2 separate regions of the Rattus norvegicus genome follow, and region 2 is linked to region 1. The links are chromatin contacts, called in public Hi-C maps. All regions are on one chromosome and are shown on one strand. Each heading gives the region's core, a stretch centred on a gene start, on an enhancer-like site or on the middle of the called end of the contact. The rest is flanking DNA. Distances are from core to core; before and after follow the strand shown.

Region 1 (5,703 bases), core at 2,986-5,485:
AAGTCCAAGCCCTTGCTACTTCACCAAATACTAGGACACACTGAAGTCCTAGTCATAATCAAAACTGGAATCCAGAACTTTCATTAGAAGCCTGGGTCTGTTAACCTCTCTGTCATTTAAAAAAATCCCAGTCTCAGGGCTGGGAATATGGCTCAGTGGTAGAGAGTTTCCCAGAATGTACAAGATTTCGTGTTTGATTCCCAACACTGCAAGAGAAGATAATATAATTCTTAGCTGGGGGTCATGGCCCATTGTAATTCCAGCTCTAAAGGCTGAGACATGATAAAGAGTTCTAGGACAGCCTGGGCTACAAAGAAGTAGGCTAGCCTGGGCTACAAAGAAGTAGGCCAGCTTGGGCTACAAAACGGTAGCCCAGGTAGTAAAGACCAGACTAGGCTACACAATCAAGACCTGTCTTAGCAATCTCCATCTTGGTCCAACCAGGTTAGAAGAGATAGTCTGGAGACTTTCAGAACTAAGAGGGCTGGCCAGGGAGCGGCAGGGGTTCTGGCCACCAGAGGGCGCTGTATCCTTCCTAGTCCGTGCCAGTTCCAACCCCGAGGCTGTGTTCCTGGCAAGATCCCAAAACAAAACGGCACCCAGACTCAGACCTTTCTGTGGAGCAAGAGAGGGTCCTGGAGGTCTTTCCTGACAGCCAGCAGGTGGCCAGGAGACATCAAATTGCCGTCCTCTTTCTTTCACTGCCCCTTTGCAAGGCTCCGTGTGCAGGCTAGGGAGGCCCACAGGACAACAGAGGCACACCGTATGTCACAGGCTGGAAAGTGCTGCAGGGGGAAAAAAAAGTAGGTTAAAGGTCTAGGGTGTGGTGCAGGTATGGTAGCAGGGAACTGCCGCTTTAACTATTTAAAATGTATTTGTTTATTCTCTTTTGTCTAAGTATTCGCCTGCACGAATGTCTGCGCACCACATACGGGCCAGGCACACAAGGAGGCCAGAAGAGGGTATCCGAAATCCCTTGGAACTAGAATTACAGATGGTTGTGAGCCACCCTGTGGGTGCTGAGAATCAAACCCGGGTCCTTTGAAAGAGCCATCTCTCCAGCTTCTGGAGCTGTTTTAGATGGGATACTCAGAGAAGGGCCCAAGAGGAGGCAGTATTTTTTTTTATAAGATTTATTTGGGGTTGGGGATTTAGCTCAGTGGTAGAGCGCTTGCCTAGCAAGCGCAAGGCCCTGGGTCCGGTTCCCAGCTCCGAAAAAAAGAAAAAAAAGATTTATTTATTTTATGTATATGAGTACACTGTTGCTATCTTCAGACACACCAGAAGAGAGTATTGGATTCTATTACAGATGGTTGTAAGCCACCATGTGGTTGCTGGGAATTGAACTTAGGACCTTTGGAAGAGCAGTCAGTGCTCTTAACCACTGAGCCATCTATGCAGCCCCACCCCCACCCCCAGGAGGCAGTATTTAAACAGAGAAAAAAAATTAAGGCTATTAGGTCTCTTGGTGTGTGTGTGGGGGGGGGGGGTTGTTTGAAGCAAAAGGAATTACAAGATGCAAAGGGGCCCTGAAGCAAGAATGTGCTTGGAGGTGTAGAATCAAGGCCACAGCGGCCTAAGGGAAGTGGGCAATCGTGGAAGAGGCTTGGCCAGTTGCATTTCCTTTTTCCATCTTGGAGATTCAGACTTAGCATCTAGCCCAAGAAGCCAAGCACAACCTCCTCCTCTCCCTTATTTTTATCATATTTCTTTTTTTAAAAAAAAAAATCTTGAAATGTAAATAAAGAAATATATCCAGTAAAAAAATTTTTTTTTTAAATCTTATTTTGAAACAGGGTCTCACCAAATTGCTCTGGCTGGCCTTGAACTTGTAACCTTCCTCTTCCCCAGTAGTTGGGGTTGCACAGGCCTTGTGCTGCCAGACCTAACCCTTGACCCAGTTTCTTAGCCTTGGGTAGGTCGTAAGGATTTTAGTTTTATTTTAAATCGAGTGCGAGCCCACTGGCATGCTAAAAGGATGAAGTGCGATCTCTGCTTTAAGAATATCACATCAGCTATGCAAGAAGACTGTGAGGGAGGCGAGGGTGAGAGCGGGCGGCGGGGTCAGCGAGGAGGCTCCTAGGTGTTGAAGCATTCCAGGGCGGTGGGTGGGACAGCAGCAAGGGTTAGCTGCGAAAACATGAAAACATCGTAGAGTAGAGGTGGAATCTGCAGAGATGATGAGAGGAGACAGAACCAGGCAGGTGAATGACATCATTGGCTGAGACCAGCAAGGAGTGAGAAGTGCAAACTTGGATTGGGTCGTGTGGTTTCAGAAACCTCCCTGGCAGGCTTGTAGATGAGGAATCCATCATTGACACCTACAGTTCTTTAGTTCTTTGGCCACTTTCAGTGTTATTGAAAGCCAAATTGGGAGAGTTAAGGGCTCTCTTAAGGTGGGAGTTTAGTGACCAGATGGCGAAGACTGGAGGCAGATGAAGAGTTATAGAGGGAAGGAAGCCTTGAAGCTAGAGACATGGTGATTTTAGATAAGGGAGCTGCTGGACTTGGTGGTGTGATCTCAGCCCTCTGGAGGAAGAGCTGGAAGGTCTGGGAACCCATGCAAGTTCAAGCCAGTCTACACTAGGAGCCCTTATTTTATGTGGATGGGTGTTTCCCTGGTATATGTATGCTTTGTGTGCGCCTGATGCCTGAAGAGGGCAGAAGAAGGCATTGGGGGTTGGGGATTTAGCTCAGTGGTAGAGCGCTTGCCTAGCAAGCGCGAGGCCCTGGGTTTGGTCCCCAGCTCTGGGGAAAAAAAAAAAAGAGAGAGAAGAGGAGGAGAAGGAGGAGGAGGAGGAGAAGAAAGAGAAGAAGAAGAAACAAAGGAAGTAAGAGGGAAACCTGATCAACCTGGTGTAGATCAGCATTCCTTGTCAGGACAGGATGAACCCTGAAGGCTGCAACTGACTTGACTGAGGTCATAGGAGACCTGGAGAAAGCGTCAAGAGTACTATAGGTGACAAGGACAAAGGGGAAGTGATGGAGACAGAAACACAGCAAACAGCTGAAGAAGGGTTTTTTTTTCCTTCCTTCAGTTTTTTGAGACAAGGCTTCATTATGTAGCCTCAGTTGCCCTCAAACTCGTTCTGTAGATCAGACTGGCCTTGAACTCAGATCCACCTGAAGAGGATTTCTCCAAAGGTGACAACTTCCATAGGCCAATGTGTACTCAGGACAATGACGGGGAAGAGGGTGGTGCAATGCCAGTTGGGGGCTGGGCAAGGGGAGACTGTGCACCTCACTACTCACTCAAACACTCAGGAGAGCTCAGCTTTTCCTTTCTGCCCACCCTTGGCTAAAGCTGAGGATAAAGGAGGGCCTCTGAGGGCTGGAGGGATCGCTCTGCGGTTAAGAGCACTGACTGCTCTTCCAGAGGTTCTGAGTTCAATTCCCAGCAACCACATGGTGGCTCACAACCATCTGTAATGGGATCTGATGCTCTCTTCTGGTGTGTCTGAAGACAGCTACAGTGTGTACTCTGGACTGGGTGTAAATAGGAAACCATTCCAACAGTGGTTCTGGGAGCTTGGGTGAAGTCTCAGGGCTGTGGGCTGCTGTCTGGATGAACTTACACTGTCAGGAAACAAGTGGAGCTAAGTCCGCCCCCGTTGGCTATGTATGTATGTATGTATGTATGTATGTATGTATGTATGTATGTACGTACGTATGTATATATATTCACTGAAGCCCCTGCAAGCCTTTAGTTGGGTTTGGGGTTGAGGACTGAACTTAGAGCCTCCAACGAGCTCTACCACTGAGCTACATTCCGAACGCCAGGAAACGTAACTTGAAACTACCCTGTCTCGCTTCTCCAGTTCCTGGAGAATCCGAAATCTGATGGTGCTGACCACATCGACCTCTAACAGTATCCCTAACAGAAGTGTTAATGATGCCACTTTCCCCTACAAGGAAGAGTAAGGTGAGAGAAGACCAATCAACTTGGGTGTTTCAAAGGGATGCTTTTCCTCCACTCCGCCCGTGGGAGGCGCAAGGGGCTCGGGCTAGAGCCTGGAGTAGGGCACAGGCTGGGCAGGGACGGGGCTGGCGAGGGTAAGTGCCTGACATCGCCTTCCCCCTCCTGGAGACTCAGGGCTTCTGGACTGGGTGGGGCCTCCCACCGACCCCGGTCTGTCCACTCGCTTGGCCTGGGGAGGGCGTGGTCTAGGACTCCGCCCCCTTCCGCGGGCTCAAAATGCGCGGCGTCCGCGGAGGCGGGGTCAGAGCGCAGCGGCGGATCCCAGCGCGGCTCCTGGAGGCCGCCAGGCAGCCGCCCAGCCGGGCATTCAGGTACCGGCGTCCGCGAGGGGGTTCCTGGGCTGCATCCTACGGGGTCCCATGGACTGCTGAGGCGCTGGGGAGGGTGTGGGCGGTCGTGGAGTGTGCCAGATTCACTCGGCTGGCTCGGGCCGCAGCCTCCGCCCCCGCCTTCCTGCGGCGAAGTGGGGCTGATTGGCGCCTGCGCCACTGTGTGCGGTGGGGACGCAGCCAAGCGCGCGGGGCTGGGGCGGGAGACGAAGGGAAACAGAGTCACGTTGGCAAGGGAACATCGTGCGTGGGTGGCACTACTTTCTCTGGTTTCCAGAAAGGATCCCCTCTCTAGCCATGCGTAAGGGACATGACCCCCGTCGCTCTCCACAGGGCCAGTACCCCAGTTTTTCTTTTCCCCTTGCAGAGCCCAGGGGTCCCGCCCTGGCCACCAGCAGCCCCGACCTGTCCCAAAATGGCTAGGACCTGCTCCAGCGTCCTCCTTCCCCACCCCTCCCCCTCATATCCCAAGCCCCTAAAGTGCTCCCTCCTCGGGCTCTCCACAGTGTCAGCTTACACGCCTTATATAGTCCGAGCAGGCTCCAGCGGCGGCCTGCCTGCCGGGACCCGGGGAAGGAGGGGGAGCTGGCCCCTGACTCACCCCGCCGCCCTCCTGAGATTCCAGGTTAGCTTGGGCAAAGCAGTGCCAATTAACCCTACAGCCAACCCCTGGAAGAGAAAAGAAATTGAGCTTGATGAGGACTCTTCTCACCCTCCCAGTGGCAGCGGGCAGGGTGGGGAACCAACTTGCCTGTTGTCTGCTAGAGGTCGGCCTGCCAGGAGCCCAGCCAAGCCAGACGAGATACCTGCCTCCCAGTGCCTGTGTGTGCTTAGCGTCCGCCCGTGCCTTCTTGGTACCTGGCCAACACTAGTGCCCAGATCTGGACCTGCCTGCCAATTTGCAGTGCAGACACTTTTCTCTTCTTTCCTCACAGGAGCAGGTACCATGGATTCCTTCAAGGTAGTGCTGGAGGGACCTGCCCCTTGGGGCTTCCGTCTGCAAGGGGGCAAGGACTTCAACGTGCCCCTCTCCATCTCTCGGGTGAGCCTTGGATGGGGGAACAAACTCCCTAAGGGTTCTTGGGTGCTCAGGTTTCGAGCAGATCATGGTGGGAAACCACAGGAGCAAGCTAGGACCAAAAGGACAGGAGTGCCCAGATCCAAACAGACACTACAGAGACTCCCAACAGGGTGCTCCCAGTTTCCCCACTTTGGCATGGTATTTGATGCTATTCCACCCGTGGCCGCCCACCTATGAGTGCCAAGGGGGAGATCCCTTCAGTACTGGAGACTGATGACTCCGAGAAGTGTCTTAGTTGGAAGAGCAGCGAGTGGAGCCAGGTCCCCAGCTGGATGTAACTTTAATTTCACTGCTATTCAAGGGATAGCAGTTGT
Region 2 (5,892 bases), core at 3,206-5,705, 180 kb after region 1:
CTGGCTTATTCTCCCCTTGTATTTTTTAAAACAAACAAGCCAAAATTCTTTGTATGGGTTAAGAATCAAACCTAGAGCCCAGCAAGTGCTAACGAGCGCCTCCAGGTGTCGTCTCTTTGTCTCGTATCTCGATGCAGTTCAGTTGGCAGCACTTCACAGTACTTGATGTGAGAAAACTTGGCTCTCCATTATTCAAAGAAATGGAGATCAGATACTGTGAGGTCTGTGGCCATGGGTGCAGTGGGGGGAAAACCTAGGTGTGGCCACATCCTTCAGTTTTGCTTGTCAGGATGCCACAGTCCCCAAGTTTGTACTGACATTATACTCCACTCCATTGTATTACGTGACTAGGCCCTAAGGACATCTGAAATTGGGGCACCCTGCCATCCATACTCATACAGACAACTCTCTAGATATTGAAGGGCAGGAGGTGGTAACCTCTGGAGGTCATGAAACCGCCTTGGGTGGGGTTATGTGGCTGCCTGTCTGATGTAGACAAAAGCCCTGGGCAGCTGACCCTGGTCCCTGCCCCTGTGGGTTCTGCAGAAGCTGGAGGAGCAGGAGCAGCAGGCCCAGCGGCTCAAGGAGAAGCTTCGGAGCAGACAGCAGAGCCTGCAGCAGCAGTTGGAGCAGCTCCAGGGGCTGCTGGGAGTGAGAGAGCGGGACCGGCTGAGAGCTGACAGCCTCGATTCTTCAGGCCTGTCCTCTGAGCGCTTTGACTCGGACCAAGGTGCGGTGTATGCCCTGGAAGGGACGAGGCTGGGGTGGGTCGCATGTGCTGCTGAGTTCCTGACTGGCTTCTCCTTGCAGAGGATCTGGAGGTGGATGTGGAAAGCCTGGTGTTTGGGACTGAGACGGAGCTCCTACAGAGCTTCAGCGCTGGGCAGGAGCACAGCTACTCACACAGCACTGGCACCTGGCTATGATGCCCGCCGCCGGAGTGGCCTGTACTCTCTCTGGACTGAACCCGCCAGTCAGTGGCTCACAGCCACGTGTCGAAGTGACAATAAAGCCATCACCGTGTGGGAGCAGATTCTGGACTCTGCTGCACAGCTTGAGCCTGGGCTACCCTCCCCACCCCCAGGGGATTTTATGTAGCGCTTGGCTCTGCTCTGCTGCTCCCCACAGGGACCAGAGGCCTGTAAACTTCTTGTTCCTGGGCAAAGCCCCAGGCCTCTGCCCATATATACCGCACAGTATTTTCATTAAAATCCTCTTTCATAAGTTCCTGTCCGTGGTTTTGCCCGATGAGATGAAGGAAGTCGCAGCTACAACTGGAAAAGAGGAAGTAAGACCTGTGGCTGGCAAGCAGGGTCACGTGAGAGGCGGCTGCTCTGCCGTCCTGGTGCTGATCTGAGGCAGAGATGCGAGTGCCTGAGCTCCAGACTCAAACCAAAGCTATCCGACTCCAGAACTGGGGCAGTCAAATCATGTGTTTATTGAGTGCCTGTTATGTGCTAAATATTGTTCAGGGGACGTGGGACCCAGCAGAGGACACGGGGAGTCCTGCCCTCGTGGAGCGTACAGTCTATTGCACTGCTGTGACCTTGGGCAAGTCACTGCACCCCTCGACCGGCCCAGCAGATAGACCTGGACGTGGTGCAGATGCTGACCAGGACAGCGCTCTGACCCACCACCCCAGACAGCAGAGAGGGCTGCAGGTTCATCTTTAATAATCAAGTACACGGGGGAGGAGGGAGAGGAAGAGGGCTATACGAGCTGCTGCTGCTGCTGCTTGGTGGCGGCCTTGTTGGCCAGGTCCTTGGCCTTCTCTGTAGCTGCCAGTGCGGTCTCCTTTGCTTTCTCTTTGGCCTCCTTGGCTGTCTCAACAAGTGTTTTTGAAGGGGCCTCACCTGTGGCAATGACAGGGGCTGGCTTCAGATGGTGCCCAGAAGACCCATCCAACCCCTCATCAACCTCGGCAGTCACTGTTGAAGGGCCCGGCTTCTTAGGAATAGTTGGAGCCCCCTGTTCCTGACCCTCCAGCCCTTCCGGGCACACATAAAGAGTCTCAGACTAAGACTGGCCCCATGCTTCATTGGTTAAGCAGAGGTAGGACCGCTCCAGCTATTGGTAGTGCGGGTCCTCCCGATTCCTGAAACAGTGTCTAGGGCTCTCACCTTGTAGCTTGGCCAGGATGTATTCAAAGCCCTTCATTGTCTTGGTCACATTGCTTTTGAACCGGGCAAGACCAAATTCCTGGAAGGAGGAGAATGATGGGAGAGTTGCTCAATGACCCAGGGCCCGGCCCAGCACGGCCTGGCCCAGCCCAGCCCAGCCCCCAACCTCTTACCTGGACAGCTCTGGAGACACCAAATAAGCTAGAGGAGACCCAGGCCTCCCGACGGATTTCGGTCCAGCCGCTATTGTCAGAGTTCACACAGTAAACACATCGTTCCTCCACCACCTTCAAGGGAAGTCAGGCTGAGCACCCTGAAGGGGCACGCTCAGACAAGCTAGCACCATATTCCTGCACTCAACATCGGGTGAGTTCCTGCCCCCACAAAGTTCTTCCCATTTTGTATCTCAGGCCCGGAGAGAGGCTGTTCTGCCTCTATAACCTCAATGCTGACCCTTTGAAGTAGAACGCAGTTTCCTGGGATCAGCGGCTATTCCACCCTGATCCAGGGCTTTGCTTGGGGCCTCTGGATATAGAGGTGAACAGTGTTTCTCATCTGCTTTCTCCCCTCTGAGCTTCCTGATAGTGTGTGTGTGTGTGTGTTCTCGTCCCCTCCCCCCCAATAATGACAGCTTTTATTATCAAAGGGTGTGGGAGCCTCCTGAAGAACGTGAAGAGAAGTCACAAACACACCACTGTGTTACCAAGCAGAGCTCTCAGCTGAGGTGACTTCAGACAGTGCCGGGCAGGAAAGGGTGCCTTCCTCACATTGTGCCCGTGAGGGGCACATCTTTATAAAGCTTTTCTTTTGCAAAACACACAATTCCCACCTCTCAAGTTTACAGAAGCTGAGAAAGAATCATCTCGAAGCTTGAAGGTTAGTCACACAGGCAAATGACACTCTGAATATCCCCAAACATGGGATTTCAAGCCTTCCGAAGGATCCAAGGAACATGATGCATCCCCTCAAATCTCATGCAGAAACTGAGGCACATTCCAGACACCTCCAAGCCTTGATGGAAGTCACTGTCTCCCTTTGTCACCCAGTATAACTCCTGAAAGCCTATGTATGTATGTATGTATGTATGTATGTATGTATGTATGTATGTATGTCACCAACCGACTGCTCTGTGTACAGCACTTGTAACAAGCTTTGAAAATGGGTGTCTTTCCCCACCATCTGAGAGCCGAGGGGCAGTCCCGGAGAATCCAACCACTCAAAAAGGATAGACCAATCTAAGGGCAGAACTCTACAGATGAGGCCCGCCTCTGGCCGCAGAAGTTCCCACAATTCTCCAGCCTGAAATCTGAAGGGCAACTATTTTGAGGAACCAAAGGAAGTCTCACCATCAGCCGGGCGTGGTTGATGTTCCAAGTGAAGGTGGTCATGGTCTGATTCTGTGGGTCCACAATCGAGTCCTCCAGGATGTACACCGAGTGAGCAACGTTGGCGGGAAACAGTCGCTCTGCCCAACGTGGCATCCTGTTGGTCTTGGTCAGGAGTCTCCGGGACAGAAGCTTCTGGTCAGGGGTCACCTCCCGGTGCACTATGTCTTCGGTTAAGACATGTTTGCTGCAAGTGTTAAAATGCAGATGATTCTCAGGAAATGTCTACGGGTTACTATTTAGAGCCTCCAGGTCATGGCTTCCTGCAATCTTACAGAGTGATCTGTACCCAGGTTCGGAATTAGAGTGCAATGAACCTATCCCCGGGCAAATTCCAACTCCCTCCTCCACCCTGACATGGATTCTGTGGCTTTCCAAATCGAGCAAAATCTCAAGAATTATACCACTAGAGAGCGCCACCAGCAGGTGAGCAAGCCATCGTCAGGATTTCAGGCCCCGAAATACCTACCGCTCAACTCTTCCTGTCTCCCTAGGACCGACCGCAAAATAGAAATCTAGAGCCTAATATAAACCACGATCTACAACCTTGCAGACTTGGCCTGATCTTAATCCTATAAGGACTTTGTGCCATAACTGTGGCCACAGTCACCGGAGATAGCTCACATCGGACTTTCTGTTCTAGTTTTTCACGGCTCCACTATTCAAGGACAGCCAAATGGAGAGAGGAGGGCGACTGGCTCTACCTACCACCACGTACCTATAGGGATTCGGGTACCGTTGCCAGAAGGCAGCGAACACTTGGTCCCAGGAACTTCGGAGCACGCTCTGGCCCAGGAAATACTTCACCATCGTCCCGACCCGGGCGGGCTCAGCACCCGTGCAGCATCAGGGTGAAGAGCCCGGGGGTGGGGAGGGCACGTGGCAAGGCGCACGCCCGCCAGGCTCGCAGCTCAATCACCGCGGCGCCGCGCCCAGGTCCCTACCGCCGCCATGAGAGGCTATAGGACTGCGCGACGCTTCCGGCGCCAGCCGCACAGGATCGGCCACTTCCGGCGCTCGTGTCACGTGACCGGGCGTCCCGCCTCTTGTGGTCCAGTCCCAGAGGTGCTGTTTGGAGTTAGCTATAGGGAACCCGGTTTCAGTCGGTAACCCCGGCGCGGCGGAGCTTCTGTCGCAGCGACGGTCGCGCGGGTGAGCAGCGCAGGGCCCTGCGGCGCGGTGGAGGGCGCTGTCCGCGTCCCCGCGCCGCGGCTCTGTAAGGGACGGAGCGCCCCGGGCCGAGGCACCAGAAGCCTGCGAAGTGCGAGGCCTTTGGGATTGGGGTCTGAGGCTTGGGCTCTGCCTGGGCCGCGGAGACCCTGAAGTGGGTGAGGCGGCCCCGGGAGCATGAGCGGGCAGCGCGTGGACGTCAAGGTGGTTATGCTGGGCAAGGAATACGTGGGCAAGACGAGCCTGGTGGAACGATACGTGCACGACCGCTTCTTGGTGGGGCCCTATCAGAACGTGAGTGCACCCCTGCGGAGCAGGCTTGGGAGGAAGGGGGCCGACCGGCATTCGACTCTTATCTCTTCCCTGGTTGTAGACCATCGGGGCTGCTTTTGTGGCCAAGGTGATGTGTGTTGGAGATCGGACGGTGACTCTGGGTATTTGGGTAAGTCCCTTGAGAACAGAGTCTTGAGCAAACCTATCCCCGAAATTTAATGTCTTGCCTCTTAAACCGGTCAGCCGGAGTCTCATACAGGTCGTTCTTTTCTTCCGCACACCCATTTACTCATCTTAAGAAAAAAGGAGGGGAGGTGTCTGGAAGATGTGGGCCTAGTTTGTAGTCTTGTGAAGGAGCTCATCGACTCCTTTCACCCCTCAGGACACAGCAGGTTCCGAGCGCTACGAAGCCATGAGCAGAATCTATTACCGGGGTGCTAAAGCTGCAATTGTCTGTTATGGTAAGGGGTTGGACTCTGGCCTGTTCAAGTAAGAGTTGGGTTACAGGCCAGCATCAACGGGAAGCCACTGTTCCTTATTGTGTCTCCTGTCTTACCCCTACCAAGACCTCACCGACAGCAGCAGCTTTGAGAGAGCCAAGTTCTGGGTTAAGGAGCTCCGCAGTTTAGAAGAGGTAGGTGACAAGATCCTACAAGATTAGGGACAGAGACTGTATTGGTCTGTGGAGATAATTTCAGCCTTGTCTTCTGCTACAGGGCTGTCAAATCTACCTGTGTGGCACTAAGAGTGATCTGCTGGAGGAAGACAGGCGGCGCCGTCGTGTAGACTTCCATGACGTTCAGGACTACGCTGATAGTACCTGTTTTTAAGTCTCTGAGGATGGGAGCTTGAGGGGGGGGGGATATCTGCTTGAGTGGATTTCAAGGACGGGAATGACAGCCTTGGTTTCTTTCTAGCCTTCTTGAACTTATGGAGTTCAAGAG

Evidence for each region. A called contact is a pair of places that touch in the nucleus more often than the background predicts.
Region 2: a contact with region 1 is called in a Hi-C map of frontal cortex, with 2.7 times the contacts expected there. The contact joins the promoter of Prelid1 here to the promoter of Pdlim7 in region 1. A contact is called at or near these places in 9 of 12 Hi-C or Micro-C datasets (the A7r5 cell line, the Rat2 cell line, Schwann cells and 6 more).

The regions. Positions count from the first base shown.
Region 1 is chr17:9,125,573-9,131,275 of GRCr8, forward strand. Pdlim7 (PDZ and LIM domain 7) reads left to right here and starts at 4,236. Exons shown (of 13, transcript NM_173125.2): 1 at 4,236-4,290; 2 at 5,244-5,350. The coding sequence starts at 5,255.
Region 2 is chr17:9,309,056-9,314,947 of GRCr8, forward strand. Prelid1 (PRELI domain containing 1) reads right to left here and starts at 4,456. Exons shown (of 5, transcript NM_001009636.1): 1 at 4,224-4,456; 2 at 3,467-3,692; 3 at 2,294-2,407; 4 at 2,121-2,199; 5 at 1,416-1,853. The coding sequence starts at 4,315. The coding sequence ends at 1,711. It overlaps Rab24 (RAB24, member RAS oncogene family), which reads left to right and starts at 4,538. Exons shown (of 8, transcript NM_001015023.2): 1 at 4,538-4,969; 2 at 5,049-5,117; 3 at 5,331-5,409; 4 at 5,515-5,582; 5 at 5,665-5,764. The coding sequence starts at 4,853. It overlaps Mxd3 (Max dimerization protein 3), which reads left to right. Exons shown (of 6, transcript NM_145773.2): 5 at 547-730; 6 at 811-1,223. The coding sequence ends at 926.